Linked DNA regions of Mus musculus: region 2 is linked to region 1. A link is a contact called in public promoter capture Hi-C data. All regions are on one chromosome and are shown on one strand. Each heading gives the region's core, a stretch centred on a gene start, on an enhancer-like site or on the middle of the called end of the contact. The rest is flanking DNA. Distances are from core to core; before and after follow the strand shown. Region 1 overlaps Glg1 (golgi apparatus protein 1). Region 2 holds the start of Rfwd3 (ring finger and WD repeat domain 3).

Region 1 (7,943 bases), core at 3,415-5,914:
CCCATTCTTTTGATATTGACCACACAAGGGAACAGAATGAGGCAGTGCCTTCCACTATTTTTAAAATACTCACTTCCAATCCCGAGAGATAAAATACTGTAGCTCTAAGAGCCGGTGTTCACAGTCTTCCACCATCTTCTCTGTGTATAAATGCTCCATCAGACATGAGAGAATCCTGGTCATTAAAGAGGTAGATTGTAATGAAGAAGTGTTTTGACGACAGGCTTCTAAAATCATTTCAATACGCATTCCCCAGGGTGACATGATTGAGAATCACACAAATTAACTGATCTTGTCAGTAATTATTTCTTCTACCAGTTTAAAGCCATTTTGGACTTCAAACTCTGCATATGTAAGACCTATGTAGCAGCTTTATTTTTATTTAGTATGAAAACATTCCAACATATGCAAGAGTAGAGAATAGTGTACAGGCCACTTCTGTTCTCCAGAGCTTTGGTGATCCTGCAACTAAATGTGTTTTAACTCAGTGTCTTCTGCTGATATTTGAAGCATAGCTCAGTAAATACTTCAGTCTATTTCTCTAAAATTTGAGATCACTGTCATATCAATAACAACAATAAAAAGGTAAACACATCATATAAAATAAACACCTAGGGCAGGCAGTGGTGACACAGGCCTTTAATCCTAGCACTTAGAAAACATGCAGGAGGATCTCCATCAAGTTCGAGGCCAGCCTGGTCTATAGTTCGAGTGGCAGGACAGCCAGGGCTATACAGAGAAACTGTCTCAAAAAACAAACAAAGCAAGCAAGAAAGCAAGCAAACATAACCTTGTTGCCCCACATCTTAAATATTTTCAACTATCTCATGTCTTTTAAAATATTTGTTCAAATCAAAACCCAGCAAAGCGCCACATATCATATTTAATTAAAGATGCTGGGGATGGAGAGATGTGTTAGTGTTTAAGAGCACAGATTGTTCATCAACAGGATTCAACTCAATTCCCAGCACCCCCATAACTGTTCTGGTTACAGGAAATCTGACACCATTTTCTGACTACTGTGTGTTACCAGGCAAGCAAGTAGTACATAGACATGCATGCAGGGAAAACACCCATAAATGTAAAATGAATCTCCTTCCCTTCCCCTGTCCCTCTTCTGGTTGCCATGGCTACTATACTATAAACATTCTATCTATGCTCATCTACATCTATACATCATCTAAACACAAAAACTGTAAGATGCTAGGTGTAGTGCACACCTTTTATCTCAGCACTTGGGAGGCAGAGGCAGGCAGGTCTCTGAGTTTGAGTTACAGGACAGCCAGGGTTCACAGAGAAACCAAGTCTCGGAAAACAAACAAACAAACAAACAAACAAACAAGCAAGCATGAGACAGTCACAGTGCCAAGTGTTTCACTTTATCCTGATGCCCTGAGAGTCTCTGAATTACAGGAAGTTACTCAATGACTAATAGGTCCTATATGCCCAGTCACTGTCAACAACTGCCATCATAGTTCTGGGTCTGAGTGTCTCTATATCATGGGTAAGGCAGATCAGAAGTCTCAGTCTCAATATTAGTTTTAGCAAAAGTTTGGTGTGTGTCCATGTTCAACAAAATGTTAGTCAAGATATTACACTACTCAAAAGCCACTCGAGGGGAATGTTCTCTGTGTTGGCAAATAAAACACAATATGGAGAGTGAACCTACATTGGGTCTCCGGATCGTATGTGTTTGCAGGCTGTCTGTATTACAGACTCACAAGCTTCATTCAAAGCTCGATCAATGCGGTAGTCTGCACCAGGGTCAGTCTCCTGAATCAGTGTCTGAAGCTGGATTGAGGGAAAAAAAGGTAGTTTAGGCACAGAGAAGAGCAATGTCACCCAGCAGATGCTCAGTCCAACCATCATAACACAACCCAAACAAACATCTACAGATGTTACTAGCTATGTTGGAAAACACTGTTGTAACATTTTCCAATTTTTTTCTCCATTTTCCACTTGCCCTGGGTTTTCTGTTGAAGTCATTGTGGAACTTGAAGATTTACTTGGTCATCTGCAAAACAAGTCTGAAAAACATGGCTATGCAAGTTCACTCCAAAGGAAGCCAGAGTTGAAACAAGTAAAAGAAAAGACATCTCAATTAGAGAACAATTTGATCCTAAAAAGGCTGTAAATGTTGCTGCAATGACATCGGTGTCATAACAAGCATACTATGTTTTATTAAGGTAGATGTGAGAGATTTCAATTAACTCATAGCTGGAATTAGAAAACAAGACTGTGCTGGACAGTGGTAGCTCACAACTTAAATCCCAGCACTCTGGAGGCAGCAGCAGGAAGATTTCTGAGTTCAAAGGCCAACCTGATCTACAGAGGAGTTCCAGCCAGGGCGGGTACACCGAGAAATCCTATCCTAAAAAGCAGACTGACAGACTCAAGAACAAAAACGAGAAAAGAAAAGAATGCTTACAAGTTATTACCTTTTACCTACTATATTTATACCACAAGCATTAGCACAGAATGCTTGCTGTAAAATACCTAAGAATAAAAGTGCACTCTTCCCATCTACTTGCACTTGGCCCATCCCTTACTGGAGATAAAGGCAGGAAACAGGGGCCTCAGAGTGGAGGACTGAAGAGACTATGGATCAGAAGACCAAGTGCAAGTCCTGGTCTGTTCTGTGCTACCTGAGCTGTGAGAGTTGGACAGTCTCATGTGCCACTGAGTTTTTTACTCCCTCCCTCTTTTTTATTTTTATTTTTATTTTATGTGTACAAGTGTTTTGCCCACATGTATGTCTGTCTAACCTGTGCACATACAGTGCCTGTGGAGGCCAGCAGAAGGCATCAGGTTCCTTGGGACTGGAGCTACAGATGTTTTTAGTTATATGAGAATGCTGGGAACTCAACTCAGACTCTCTGGTAGAGCCACCAGTACGAATTTTAACCCCAGAACCATCTCTCCAGCTCCAAATTTTAGTTCTTTCAATTACAGATTTTAAGAAATGGCCAAGTGTGGTGATGTATGTCTTTAATCACAGCACTCAGGACGTAGAGACAGGTGAGTTCAAGGCCAGCCTGGTTTAGAGTTCCAAGACAGCTACACAGTGATATTGTATCCGAGAACGGATAGACAGACAGATGTTGATACCACATGAAACAAAGTAAGGTCAACTGCAAAGCATTTTATAGATAGAAGATCACTATTACCACAGATGGGTAGCAGATGGGGCTGTGGAGTGGGAATCTTAAATAGAGAAAGAAAAATAGAAATTACAACCCTTACTGTTTTAATTTCTTTTCTTTTTTTTTTCTCCATCCTTAAGAATTAGATACTTCAGCACGGGAGGTGGGGGCATGGGTGGGGGGGAAGAGGAGGGGAATGTGCCTTTAATCCCAGCACTCAGGAGGCAAGGCTGTTGAATCACTGAGTTCCAGGTTAGCCTGGTCTACAGAGTGAGTTTTGGGACAGCCTGAGCCACACAGAGAAACCCCGTTTTAACAAATAAACAAACAAACAAACACGTTTAGACATGCTCTGTGTCACTGGTTTACCCTTTCTTGGAGCCTTTTCTGATCTGTACACATCTGACCTGGGATCCCACAATGGTTCATAACAAAGCTCTGGCCCCTTTACATACATACAGATTTTAGATAAAATAAAGATCCCAATTCTATTATCCTAGAAAAAAATCATTAAGAGAGAAATATAGGGAAAATGTCAATATTCTGGGATAGAAAGTATTTCTATAAATTATTGTTGGTAATTTGGAAAAGCTAAAGAATATTATAGCTTGCTGGTAGAAAAATAACTTTGTGAGCAAATTTTGACACCGGATGACCAAGATCAAGATAGTAATATCTTTTTTCTAGTATCCCATGGCATCTAGTAGGCTAATAATTCAAGGAATTATTGCCATTCTAGAATTCAGTGTAGGGAGTGAGGAAAATATGCAATTGGAATACAAACTGAGCCAGGTGCAATGATGAAGGAACCCCTTTAATCTGAGGCTTTGGGAGGTAGAGGCAATTGGATCTCGGTGAATTCGAGGTTAGCTTGATCTACATAGCAAGTTCTAGGATAGTCAGGGCTACATAAAGAGACCCTATCTCAAAACAAAAACAAAAACAAAAACAAAAAAAAAAAAAAAAGGAAAAATAGACTATAAACTGATGTTATGATTGTATATACATTCTGGCCCCTGATATTAACAAAAAAACCCCGAGCAAAGCTCCGGAGAGACTTGGTCTGGAGAATGCATTATGCAGCCATCCTTGATGTGAGAAGCATAGGCTAGTCATAGCCCTGTCGTAACTGTGGTAAATCTGGAGGAGTGGACACTCATTAGGATAATAATTATCCACATACTTTACAGTTCAGCACTTGCTGATAACCATTACCAGTTCATTAAATTAATCTAGAGACAGATGTTGAAGTCTGTTGTGTCAAGGAATAAAACTTTCAAAGTAAAAAGAAACCCACCCAAATTGCTCAAAGATATTCTTCAGTTTGACTAAGGCTAGATAATATAGAAGACAAAGGACGACTCTATCCTTCTGGAAAAATTGCCTTTAGTTTTTGTGAGAAAAGGCTTTTAAAAAATAGAATCCATACAATAAAAATGAAGTGCTTCCTTCCTAAGCAGTCTTAATGCAGTCAAAACCACACAGTTCACTATTTGTGCTTGCCCTCTGGGTTTGGAAAGCACTTTCTTCTTCTGGGCACAAAGGGTGGTGTAGGCGGAACTTATTTATCTTTGAAGCTGAGTCACTAGTTCTTTTAACGAAGCTAACTTTCCAAAAACCTCATAGTGAACTATGTGCCTCAAAACAGAGTTGAGTCCAGTCTATTTTTTTCCTGAACATTTTTACAATAGGTGTAAGCTTACTATAGATAGATTCCTTTTTTCCTATCCTCCTTCCACAACCTTACTAGATGGAATTAAGGATGAAAAGCAAACACAGCAGAGGCCGTCTCCTGATTCATCCTGGACTGCAGCCAGGCATATTCACTGGCACAAAGGGCACCCGGGGCAACTGCCAACAAACAGGACTGCAGAGGAGCACAGCACACTCATCCTCACAGTCTCACTGCAGCCTCCAGAGCAGCCCTCCAGCTGATTCTGCTGTTTGAGAGAAGAGGCTGCACTGGTCTTCCCATCCCAGCACCGACATGCACAATGTAACTGCTGTTAGTATCTACTTTGGGTCATGGTTAACAAAACCTGACTCCATATCTAAAGCTCATGTAAACTTGTATTTCAGACTATAAAATTGTTATAGACTGTACAAAAAAAAATTTTTTAAAGATTTATTTCTTTATTTATTAAGTACACTGCAGCTGTCTTCAGAAACCCCAGAAGAGGGCGTCAGATCTCATTAGGGATGGTTGTGAGCCACCATGTGGTTGCTGGGATTTGAACTCAGGACCTTTGGAAGAGCAGTCAGTGCTCTTAACCGCTGAGCCATCTCTCCAGCCCAACTGTACAAATTTGATTTTACATGATTAACTAGAAAATAAAATTTGCTCTTAAGCTCTTGCTCTCTCCTTGTCTCTTACCTCTTGCTCTCCTTCTCCCCTTTCCTTCCCCCCTCCACGTGGCTGCCTTTCTACAATAAATGCCTTCAAACCATTTTAAAAAAAAGGAGAGAGAAGAAGAAAAGAAAATTCAAGTAGTATTTAGTGTTTAATAAAAATAGCCAAAACAAAGTAACAAATGAATTGTGGTTTCCTAAAGCGTGACTTAGGTTATAAAACTAAAGTATCTTTCCTGCTTTAAAAGGGAAAGTCATTGCAGAGAGTGCTATGTTGTAGAGGCTTGCACCTGGTATGCTAAACTGCAGGAGATTTAACCCATACAAATAACAAACATGGTCAAAGGCAGGAGACGATGTTCTGCATGCACTGTGCTGACTCTGTACTGTGATCTGCAGGACTGCGCTGCTCATAAACACAGGATCAAGAGTCACTTCATTTTCTCCCAGAAAAAGCAAGTCCTTTTTCTGATGTAGGGGACTGACCTCATGGTTGCATTCATGTTATATAGCAATACGAAAGCTAAGTGTTTGTGGAAAAGACTATCTTTATATTCTTGTTTGTAAAGTTTGGAGCTGGTGAAAGACAGATCTTTCTGCTTATAGTTTCCCTGATTTAATCAATAAAGACACTTGATTCTGAGGATGATCCTTCAGACTTGTGGCATATCGTAAAAAAGTAAACTGGCAGAAATTTTCCATTCATGTCAACTCTCAATTTCAACTCAATCAAACTTGTTAAGACAGGCAAGTTCTCTTCTCCTAATAGCCTCTCATTTTGAAGAAAGTGATTTGCCTTTATTCTGTCTTTCGTAATCCAAACTGGCAAGTTCTTTAGAAACAGGAAAACAATGGATTTCCTTTACCTAGCTCCACAGCAATTTTTTTTTTGTTTGTTTTTTTTTTTTGGTTTTTTGAGACAGGGCTTCTCTGTGTAGCCCTGGCTGTCCTGGAACTCACTCTGTAGACCAGGCTGGCCTCGAACTCAGTGCTGGGATTAAAAGCATGTGCCACCACACCCGGCTCAGCTCAGGGGCATCTTCTTAATTAGCAATTGAGTGCCCAGTTCACTGTGGGTGGTGCCACCTCTGGGCAGATGGTCCTGGGTTCTATAAAAAAGTAAGCTGAGCAAGCCAAAGCCAGTAAGCAGCAATCCTCTATGGCCTCCATATCAGTTCCTGCATCCAGATTCCTGCTTGAGTTCCTGCCTAGACTTCCTTCAATGATGGTGGAGTACGATGTGAAAGAACAAGCATTTAAAATAACCCTTTCTTCCCAGCTGTTTTGGTTATGGTGTTTCATCACAGCAATAGTAATCCTAAGAAAACAGTCAAGTGGCAGCAGAAATATTTTTCCTTACCGCCTGTTGGCAGTTCATTCCAAGGTTCCCCTTTTCACCCCGAACCACTTTCATCAGACAGTGGAGGGTTCGCCCTTTCCGATGTAATCCAGAACAATGGTGTTCAATCTCCCCTCGACAGCTCAGGATGATCTCGGGGCTCAGAGAGAAGTCTTCCATCAGCATGCGTCGGTAATCCAGCATCTCACCTTGGCACTCACTGCTCACCTGCCGCCCTGTGTCAGGGGTAAGTCAGACAGTTATGAAATGGGAGTCTGAGGACCAGAAAGCTCTACATGTTAAACTACGTTTCTGTCTGGAAAAGAATAACCCACAGCCTTTCCAGATGGAATTACTATCTGGACTGAAATGCTTAGAACATGGTAAAACTTTTGCAGCATAAAGAAAAAGAAAAAAAAAAAAGCTTAGACCCAGGTTTAGCCTGCAGGGTTGTGCACTATAGATCTTATCAACCATAATACAAATGTTCTGCCAAAGCAAGTCCTTTTTCTGATGCAGGGGATTGAACTCATGGTCACATTCATGCTACATAGCAATACGAAAGCTATCGGGGCAGTAAATAAACTGAGAACAATCGTTATTGCCCTATACAGCTAAAGTTTGTGGAAAAGACTATTCTTCCAAAATTCATGATGGCTCCCCATGTCTTGGAGCTATAAATGTGAACAGGGAGAACATAAAAAGCAGCAACCACCCCACTCAGTCCTCAAGTCCAAACAAAAAAAGTTACCCAGTTACTTTAGTAATAGACCCAGGATTTGAAGTCACATCACTCTGACCAAAAACTCATGTGACATTAATGTTCTCCCATTCTTCTAAAGACTGTTCCAGTAGTCATTCTAAAAATCAAAAGGTTCAAAAAATGCAGAAGAAAACTACTAATTACAGGTACAAGAAGCTTTGGAATGTGAACTGAAGAAGGAGTGAAAGGAGAAAAGGAAAAAGAACATCACCTCTGTGCACTGCTGACTCCAGGCACATCAGAAGGTAGGAGAGCCTGGCTTCCCGGGACCGAGGAAGGTTTTCCACATTGCACCGGTATTTTTTCAAGTCACTCTTACAGGATTTGGCTAATGAGTAACTGACTTTAT
Region 2 (7,943 bases), core at 2,120-4,619, 110 kb after region 1:
ACAGCTCATATACGCATTTGAAAACATTTTTAATTGAAAACTAAAAGAGGTCAACTATTAAAAGATACTGTTGCTGATAAACTTGCCTCTAGTGTTCAAAGCACGCCATTGAGACCCAACTCAATACTAAATGAAATAAACAAAGCAAGCACTAATTTTATCTGACCTACCAGGATGTGGGAATTCTGAAAAGTTAACCTTGGTGGCACTGGGGATGTGACCAGAATCTGAGCCTGAGAGTGGTACCTCAGAGTGGCATCAATCCCTTAATTCATATTTTACCTGCCATTGTCTTGCCTCTGAGACTCTCCAGCTCTGGCCCTCAAAATGGGTGCCATCCTCCTCCTTGTTCTTATTGGCCCCACACTGTGGTCTGCAGGTGGAGGTCTCAGCAATTCCAGCATGTTATGAAGCCTCTGCAGCCCGCTGATGAAGTTGTTCATTGAAACGGATCTAGCAGCTCCGGCGGTTGGGTTAGCACCAGATCCCTGACTAGGCTCCTCTGAAGTTCCAGGATTGACAACCTCCATATTTTCTTCTGAGGGCTGTACTTCCTCCGTCAAATCAATGGATGCTGGTGGCAGAGGCTGTAGAGTGGGCAGTCCATCTTGGCTGCTGACCACTTCAGCAGGGGCAGGCTGAACATGTGCTCCACCTTGGCTATTGGCCAGTTCAGCAGGGGCAGGCTGGAGAGGTGCCCCATTGCTGACGACTTCAGTTGGAGTAGCTGGTTCTATAGTACCCTCTAATGGTCCCTGAAGATGACTGTATATCACTTCATGATCCATCTCTGGGGATACAGTATTTATAAAACATATTAGTAAAATAGGTTTAAAAAATGTTATGGAGTTGACATGTCTTTCAGAATTTCTGTTTAAGATCTTTTATTAGCAAAACAAGGGTTAAAAATAAAATCCCAATAGTAAAAAATGTTTTGGCAACCAACTCTGAACCATAGAAGATCACCATGAACTCAGGGCCAGCCTGGGCTAAAGAATAAGACTTTATACCCAAAACCAAACCAAACCATTTACAACCATTTTCCTATAAGCACGGTTCCAAAAGAAAAAGGCCAAAATAATAATGAGGCTTAATTATTGGATACAAAAGTAATCCCCCAGAAACCTAGCAACAGTGTCTCCAACTGCATATAGACATTTACCAAAAACAAATATAACACTGTATGTAGCAGGTAACAGTTAACCTTTCATAGCATCAAAAGTGACAAAGGACAAACAGAAATGTCACTTTTTGGTCATGTGGTGCTGGGAGACTGAATGCAGGGCCCTGCACACACTAAGCATATGGCCCACCACCTGGCACCTATCTGCTTTCAGCCAGGCCACAGAAGACATTCTCACAAGCAGACATGTTTGTACTTATAACATTTAAATGTGAGGAAAAACCCGAAAGTGAGACTAGGGGTTGCAGCTTAGCACTAACCTAGCATACACAAGGCCTTTGGATTTATCCCAGCACATATGCAATTGCAACAAAGCCAAGATGGCTGGACTTGGTGACATATTGTAATCCTAGCCCCTAGAGGGTGAAGTCAGAGGCAGGAGAATGGCAAACTGTACTCGCCCGAACTACAATGCAGGTTTCCAAACAGCCTGAGCTATTTAGCAGGGTCTCATTTTAAGAAATAATTTTTAAAAAGATTTATTTATTTTATGAATATGAGTACACTATTGCTGTCTTCAGACACACCAGAAGAAGGGCATCAGATCTCATTAGGGTGGTTGTGAGCCACCATGTGGTTGCTGGGATTTGAACTCAGGACCTTTGGAAGAGCAGTTAGTGGCTCTTAACCACTGAGCCATCTCTCCAGCCCTTAAGAAATAAATTTAATTAACTAAAAAATAAAGTCTAAGATTCATTAGACCTGAGTAATAAATGCAGGTTTTTTTTCTTATTCTAATTTTTAGCACTGTTCAGTATTTTAAAATAAAACTTCCTTCCATGGCATGTCTAGAGAGCAACCAGTTCTGATTTCAACTAGAAGGTAACAGCAGTGAAGTTCACACAGCATCCATTGACTGTCACTGCTGGTGCTAAATAATACTGATCGTGTCTTCCACTTCTCAAAAACACAAGGAAAAAAAGTCCAAAATGATAAACCAAAAGCTACAATCAAGAATATACCAGGAGCTGTTCACTACTAAAACTCTAGCAGACTTCTAGAAAAGAATCTTATCAATTTTAAATTTTTATGCAAAAAAGGTGATAGGCTTTAAAAATTAAGCTCTTCACTACTCAAAAATATGTGAACTGATGCTTTTAATATGGCTCTAAAGTTTAACGACATCCTCACAAGAATTATCTTTTAAAAATAGCTCCCCCCCCCCATACTCCTTGCATATTTCCTCAAAACTGTAATTCCATCATTAGAGAGAGAGAGGAGGATTGCCTCAAGTTTGAGAGCAGTCCGGATTCCAGAGGGGGACTGTCACAAATAAGCATGCCTAAGTTAGGTCTAGATGCACTTAACTGTCCTCTCTGAACAGTGCTTCTTACAGGCTGCTATTTAAAGTTTACAATTTAGTTCCTCAATCACACACACACACACACACACACACACATCCAAAAACAAAACACGTTCCCCAAATCCTGGGCTCGTGCTCGTATGAGCCCCTTCTTTAAGTGACACAAACGCTAGTCCGATGGCCCCGAAAAGTCAGCGGCCCTCAGACCGTGAACTCCACCTCTGCCCCCCACCCTTGCTAAGCTTTGGTTTCGATAAACACAGAAGGCGGGAGCGACGGCTGCCCCAATAAACAGGTCGCCGGGAGCCCGCGGGGATTCAGTCAGACCCGGGTTCGTATCCAGGCTCGCCCTGTTAGTAGCTGCGGAACCAAAGTTAAGTTTCCTAACCTGTCTGCCCACGCCCGCCTCCCCGCAGGAAGAGGAGAATGAAAATATCCTTCGGTCGCAGTTCCGCTGCGGTGATAAAAGTTAAAACAGCGAGCGACAAGGGTCAAAGAGTCAGTCACCGGGGCTCGACCCGCGCGGGAAGCACCCGGAGAACGACTCCGTGGAGGGTCCGCAATCGGTGCGAGCCGAGCCCCGTCTCAGCTCCTCCCGAGCTCTCCCCCACCCCCCATTCCTCAGGAAAGGAGGAGGAAGAAGGTCGAGGTCCTCAGGCCGGACCGAAGGAGACCGCCGAGCTCCCAGCGCGCCCTCCGCCCACCTCGCTGGGCCCCGTGAGCAGCCGCAGAGCAAGGGACCACCACCCGCATCCAGAGGCCCCCAGGGCGGAGAAGAAGCAGGGAGCAGCCTCACCTGAGGGGACCAAGTCGGACGCCTGGCCGACCGCGACTTCGGCCATCGTTACCGCGCATCCCCTACTGCGCACCCGCTCCGCCCGCGCCCAGCAGCTCTTCTGGACCCTGAGGCGCCCCCGCTGGAGCCGCGGCTCGGCGAGCTCCTATTGGCCAGCCACTGCGGACGGCGACCAATCTCTTCTCTTCTTCTTCCGTCGGTCGCCGCCAGCTGAAATAGTGGCGCCCTCATTGGTCAGCCTTTGATACATTTCTGGGCGAGAACCTCCGGCCAAGGCGCCTCCTGCAATTGGTAGTCGTGCGGAGTCCGCCATCTCGCGCCCCTTCCTTTGAACTGTTCGGCGGGAAGAAGCCCTGAGGAAGAGAGTTGGTTTTTTTTTTTTTTTTTTTCCCCTTCCTCTTCTACTGAGAGTGAAAAATGTTAAAAGTGGCCGGGCGGTGATGGCTCACGCCTTTAATCTCAGGGAGGCAGAGGCCAGCCTGGTCTACAAAGTGAGTTCCAGGACAGCCAGGGCTATACAGAGAAACCCTGTCTCGAAAAACCAAAAAAAGAAAAGAAAATAAAGAAAGAAAGAAAATGTTAAAAGTGACTTCCCGGGGGCTGGGGAGATGGCTCAGTGGTTAAGAGCACTGACTGCTCTTTCAGAGGTTCTGAGTTCAAGTCCCAGCAACCACATGGTGGCTCACAACCACCTGTAATGGGATCAGATGCCCTCTTCTGGTGTGTCTGAAGACAGCAACAGTGTACTCATATACATAAAATAAATAAATAATTCTTTAAAAGTGACTTCCCCTGCTTCTTCCTAAGGTTTTATTAAAGAGTTTATCGATGATTTTAAAAGTTTGTCCCCAGAGTTCCAGAGCCTGTAGAGTCTCTCATTGGGTTGAGCAACTTGTCCGCAATGGTCGGAAAAAAAAATTTTTTTTTTAAATCTTGCACAATGTCTTCAACTTGAAAACTACTATGATAAATGGCTTGGAAATATAAATTGTCACGTAAGATTTTCCAAACATGTTTCTGAAGAAGGAAATCTTACTTAAAGGTCTTTAAACAAACAAACAAACAAACAAACAACCCAAAAGCCCTCTTCACAGTGCTGAGGGGATGGCTCAGTGGTTAACATCACTGTAATGCTCTTCCAAAAGTCCTGAGTTCAATTCCCAGGAACATGGTGGTTCACAAACATCAGTGGGATCTGGTGCCCTCTACTGGTGTGTCTGAGGACAGCAACCGTGTACTCATATACAGAAAATAAGTAAGTGCTGGGAACGGAGCCTGGGGACTAGCAGCCAGTTTTCTACCTGTGAGCCACTTCTTCAGTTCCCCGTGTACCGACAGTTATCCTTTCCCTTTTCTTGCTATCAGAACAAGCTGCTGCTGGTGTCCCGAGTGGCTAAAATAAGGAGAAAGGATTTTTGTTTGTTTGTTTGTTTGTTTGTTTTTCGATACAGGGTTTCTCTGTATAGCCCTGGCTGCCTTGGAACTCACTTTGTAGACCAGGCTGGCCTCGAACTCAGAAATCTGCCTGCCTCTGCCTCCCGAGTGCGGGGATTAAAGGAGTGCGCCACCACGCCCAGCAGGAGAAAGGATTTTTTTATTTTTGTATGTACACGGATATTTTGTGGACCAGGAAGAAAAATCTTGAACGGTTCTCTTTGTTGGCTAATTACACAATGAAAGGAAGCAAACAGAAAATTTGACTCTAGCCATCAAAGTCTTTATTAGCTTTATGTAAAATATTTAAATATAGGACTGGAGAGATGGCTCAACAGGTAAGAGCACTGACTGATCTTCCGAAGGTCCTGAGTTCAAATCCCAGCAACCACATGGTGCCTCACAACTACCCGTAATGAGGTCTGATGCCCTCTTCTGGTAAGTCTGAGGTCAGTTACAGTGTACCTATGTATAATAAATAAATCTTTAAAAATTATTTAAATATAGATAAGAAACGTAAATATATCTTGAATTCCTTTTCTTTTCTGAGACAGTCTCTTATAGCCCAGGTGGACCCAGCTGTCCTTGAACTCCCAATCTTCCTGAGTTTCTTCCTTGGTGCTGGGATTTATAAGTATTCTCTAGACTTTGGATTTTTATCATGTCTTTTAAATGTGCATTGGTGTTTTGTTTGCATGTATGCCTGTGTGAGGTCTTCAGATCTCTTGGAATTGGAGTTACAGACTGTTGTGAGCTGCCATTTTGATGTGTACAATTGAACCTGGGTCCTCTGGAAGGGCAGTGTGCTTGTAACTGCTGATCTCTCTAATTCCGAACTACTTTTCACATAGCAGAATACATAGGCCCATGATCAAATACTGAACAATCTCCTGGAAATTATTTATTTATTTATTTATTTATACCCCACCCCAAAATTTTTTAATTAAGAAATTAATAAGTGTAGCACAATGGTAAAGCATTTGCCTAGCATCTCTGAGGCCCTGGGTTCAAGATCCAGTACTTCAACAACAACAATAATTGTAAGTACATTGGTACCATATCACATGGTAAAAGAAATTTGAACCATGCAAATTCCCAGCATTTAAGAGACTGAAGCAGTAGAATTGTTGTAAGTTTGAGCAAGTCTGGGCTACATAGGAAGTTTCAGGCCAGTCTGGGCTACAGAGTAAGATCCTGTCCTTAAAACAAGGGGTCAGAGAGAAGGTTCGATGGATAAGAACACTTGCGGCTCTTCAGTTTGTTTCCCAGAATCCACATAAGGCAGCTTCTAACCCTTTGTAACTCCAGCTCCAGGCGATCTGACACGTCTAGTTTCTGAAGGCATCCCTAGTCTTATGTATGTATGTATGTATGTATGTATGTATGTATGTATGTATACTTTAAAATGCAAAATTGGATGCAGGGGATGTACTTCTACTGGTAGATTGCTTTCACACAAGGCCGTAGATTCAATAACCAGCACTGTATTTTATTTTATTTTATATTTTATTTTATTTTATTTTATTTTATTTCTCTGGATAGGGTTTCTCTGTATAGCCCTAGCTTCCAGGAACTCACTCTGTAGATCAAACTAACCTCAGACTCAGAGATCTGCCTGCCTCTGCCTCCCAAGTGATGGGATTAGGGCAGGGGAGTTCAACCCAGAGTGGTGACAGTAGGGGGCTTTTAACAGCTAGCTGAGGAATTAGGAGGAGTTGGGAAGAAGAGAGTTGGGAGGAGTCAAGAAGAGTTGGGAGGAGTTGGGAAGAGAGTTCTTCTCTTCTGGGTGTCCTTGGTGAAATTTACAAGGCAGGAGTGGGGAGTGAGTTCTTTCTGAATTTTTATCTCCGTGTCCTCGGCACAGGAAGGCAGGCATCTCTGGTTGTAAAATACAGAAACAAAAAGGCTTTTTGCTGGCTCTAGAGAACAAAGAGCTTCTTTCTGGCTGTATTTTTAGAGATCAGGAAAAACAAGCTTGGGGAATGTCCAGGGGCTTTACCTTCCAGGGAGAAATGCTCTAAGTCGGGGTCCCACAAGATCACAGCTTTAGGCTCTCAAGAAAGCCACTCATTTTGCCAACCGAAGACAATGGAAAGGAGTTACTGGCAGGCCCCAACTAGAGGGAGGGTTTGTAATGGAGAAAAAAGCATGACAGAAGAGAAGTAACCCGTGTTCTGTGGCATTTGTACTGATAGTGAGTCCCACACAGCATCATCTGTGTGGCTAACCCTTGGAGAAAAACTTAGAATTAGATTGGAAGTCAGAGAGAAAAGAAAGAAGGAAAACCAGAAGACAGAGCTTGGAATAGTTTGAGTCCTTGGAATAGCAGCTGTAAGTATAGTGTGTGTGTGTGTGTGTGTGTGTGTGTGTGTGTGTGTGTGTGTGTGTTGGAGGAGGGTTGGGGTGAGAGGGACAATCCAGCAGAGGTCCCAGAGAACGCACTCTGTAGACTTAGGCACAATCAGGTCTTCACTTCTGAATCGGGTGTGCGGAAAGCAGGCTTCAAGTGGAGGAACACATTTCAAGAGAGAAAACAAGCGAGCTGGATATGTTATTATACGCCTGTCGTCCCAGTGCTCAGGAGGTAGAGGCAGGAGGGTCCGAAGCGGTGAAGGAACATCAACAATGGAAAGCTGTTGTTAATGTAATTGAGTAAAGGGGTCAAGTTGCAACCCCATTGTTGAGGCCTGCTCCTTTTAAAATAACTGCAGCCATTTTGTATTCGGTCTCCATTTTTGCTCATAAGGTGAAATTAAGCTCAGGTTCTCATACTGCTTCCCAGAAGTGATTGTCCAGAGCTGACACTGAAAAATTCTCCTAAAAGGTCATAACACTATGGTTGTACTACTCAGGCTCTGGCATCTTAGTGCTCTGAAACTCCCCTGTTCACCACCCATCCACCACCCCGCCTACCTCCCTCAGTACCAATCAGCTTAAAGGGTCAGCTAATGATACTTTGTCTAGTTATCCAAAATGTAGTATTGCCTCTACTCTTGGCTTCTGAACTGCTGAACTTGGTTTTTTCCTATAAAAAGCCTGCCCGAGCCAGGCAGTAGTGGCACATGCCTTTAATCCCAGCATTTGGGAGGCAGAGGCAGGTGGATTTCTGAGTTCGAGGTCAGCCTGGTCTACAGAGTGAGTTCCAGGACAGCTAAGGCTGAGAAACCCTGTCTCAAAAAACAAAACAAAACAAAACAAAACAAAACAAAACAAAACAAAACAGCCTG

The links. Promoter capture Hi-C pulls out the DNA fragments that hold promoters and counts their contacts.
Region 2: a promoter capture Hi-C map of 3T3-L1-derived adipocytes shows a contact between it and region 1, with 5 times the contacts expected there. The contact joins the promoter of Rfwd3 here to the enhancer-like site in region 1. A contact is called at or near these places in 17 of 39 promoter capture datasets (the 3T3-L1 cell line, 3T3-L1-derived adipocytes, the C10 cell line and 11 more), 32 of 484 Hi-C or Micro-C datasets (the 3T3-L1 cell line, 3T3-L1-derived adipocytes, the AML12 cell line and 25 more), 3 of 115 datasets of contacts at active chromatin or transcription factors (bone marrow-derived macrophages, embryonic stem cells and stem cell-derived neural progenitor cells) and 4 of 9 other capture datasets (adipose tissue, liver, macrophages and 1 more).

The regions. Positions count from the first base shown.
Region 1 is chr8:111,180,862-111,188,804 of GRCm38.p6, forward strand. It overlaps Glg1 (golgi apparatus protein 1), which reads right to left. Exons shown (of 26, transcript NM_009149.3): 7 at 7,806-7,943; 8 at 6,853-7,067; 9 at 1,670-1,791; 10 at 74-175. Among named protein-coding and RNA genes, the nearest start is that of 9430091E24Rik, 39 kb to the left of the region's middle. Within about 2 kb of position 4,665, at least 100 of the 459 cell types and tissues checked have an H3K27ac peak or open chromatin away from gene starts, as enhancers often do. A contact at or near this core is called in 3T3-L1-derived adipocytes, the AML12 cell line, the HL-1 cell line and 6 more, where this site is marked.
Region 2 is chr8:111,296,853-111,304,795 of GRCm38.p6, forward strand. Rfwd3 (ring finger and WD repeat domain 3) reads right to left here and starts at 3,370. Exons shown (of 13, transcript NM_146218.4): 1 at 3,283-3,370; 2 at 283-790. The coding sequence starts at 3,328.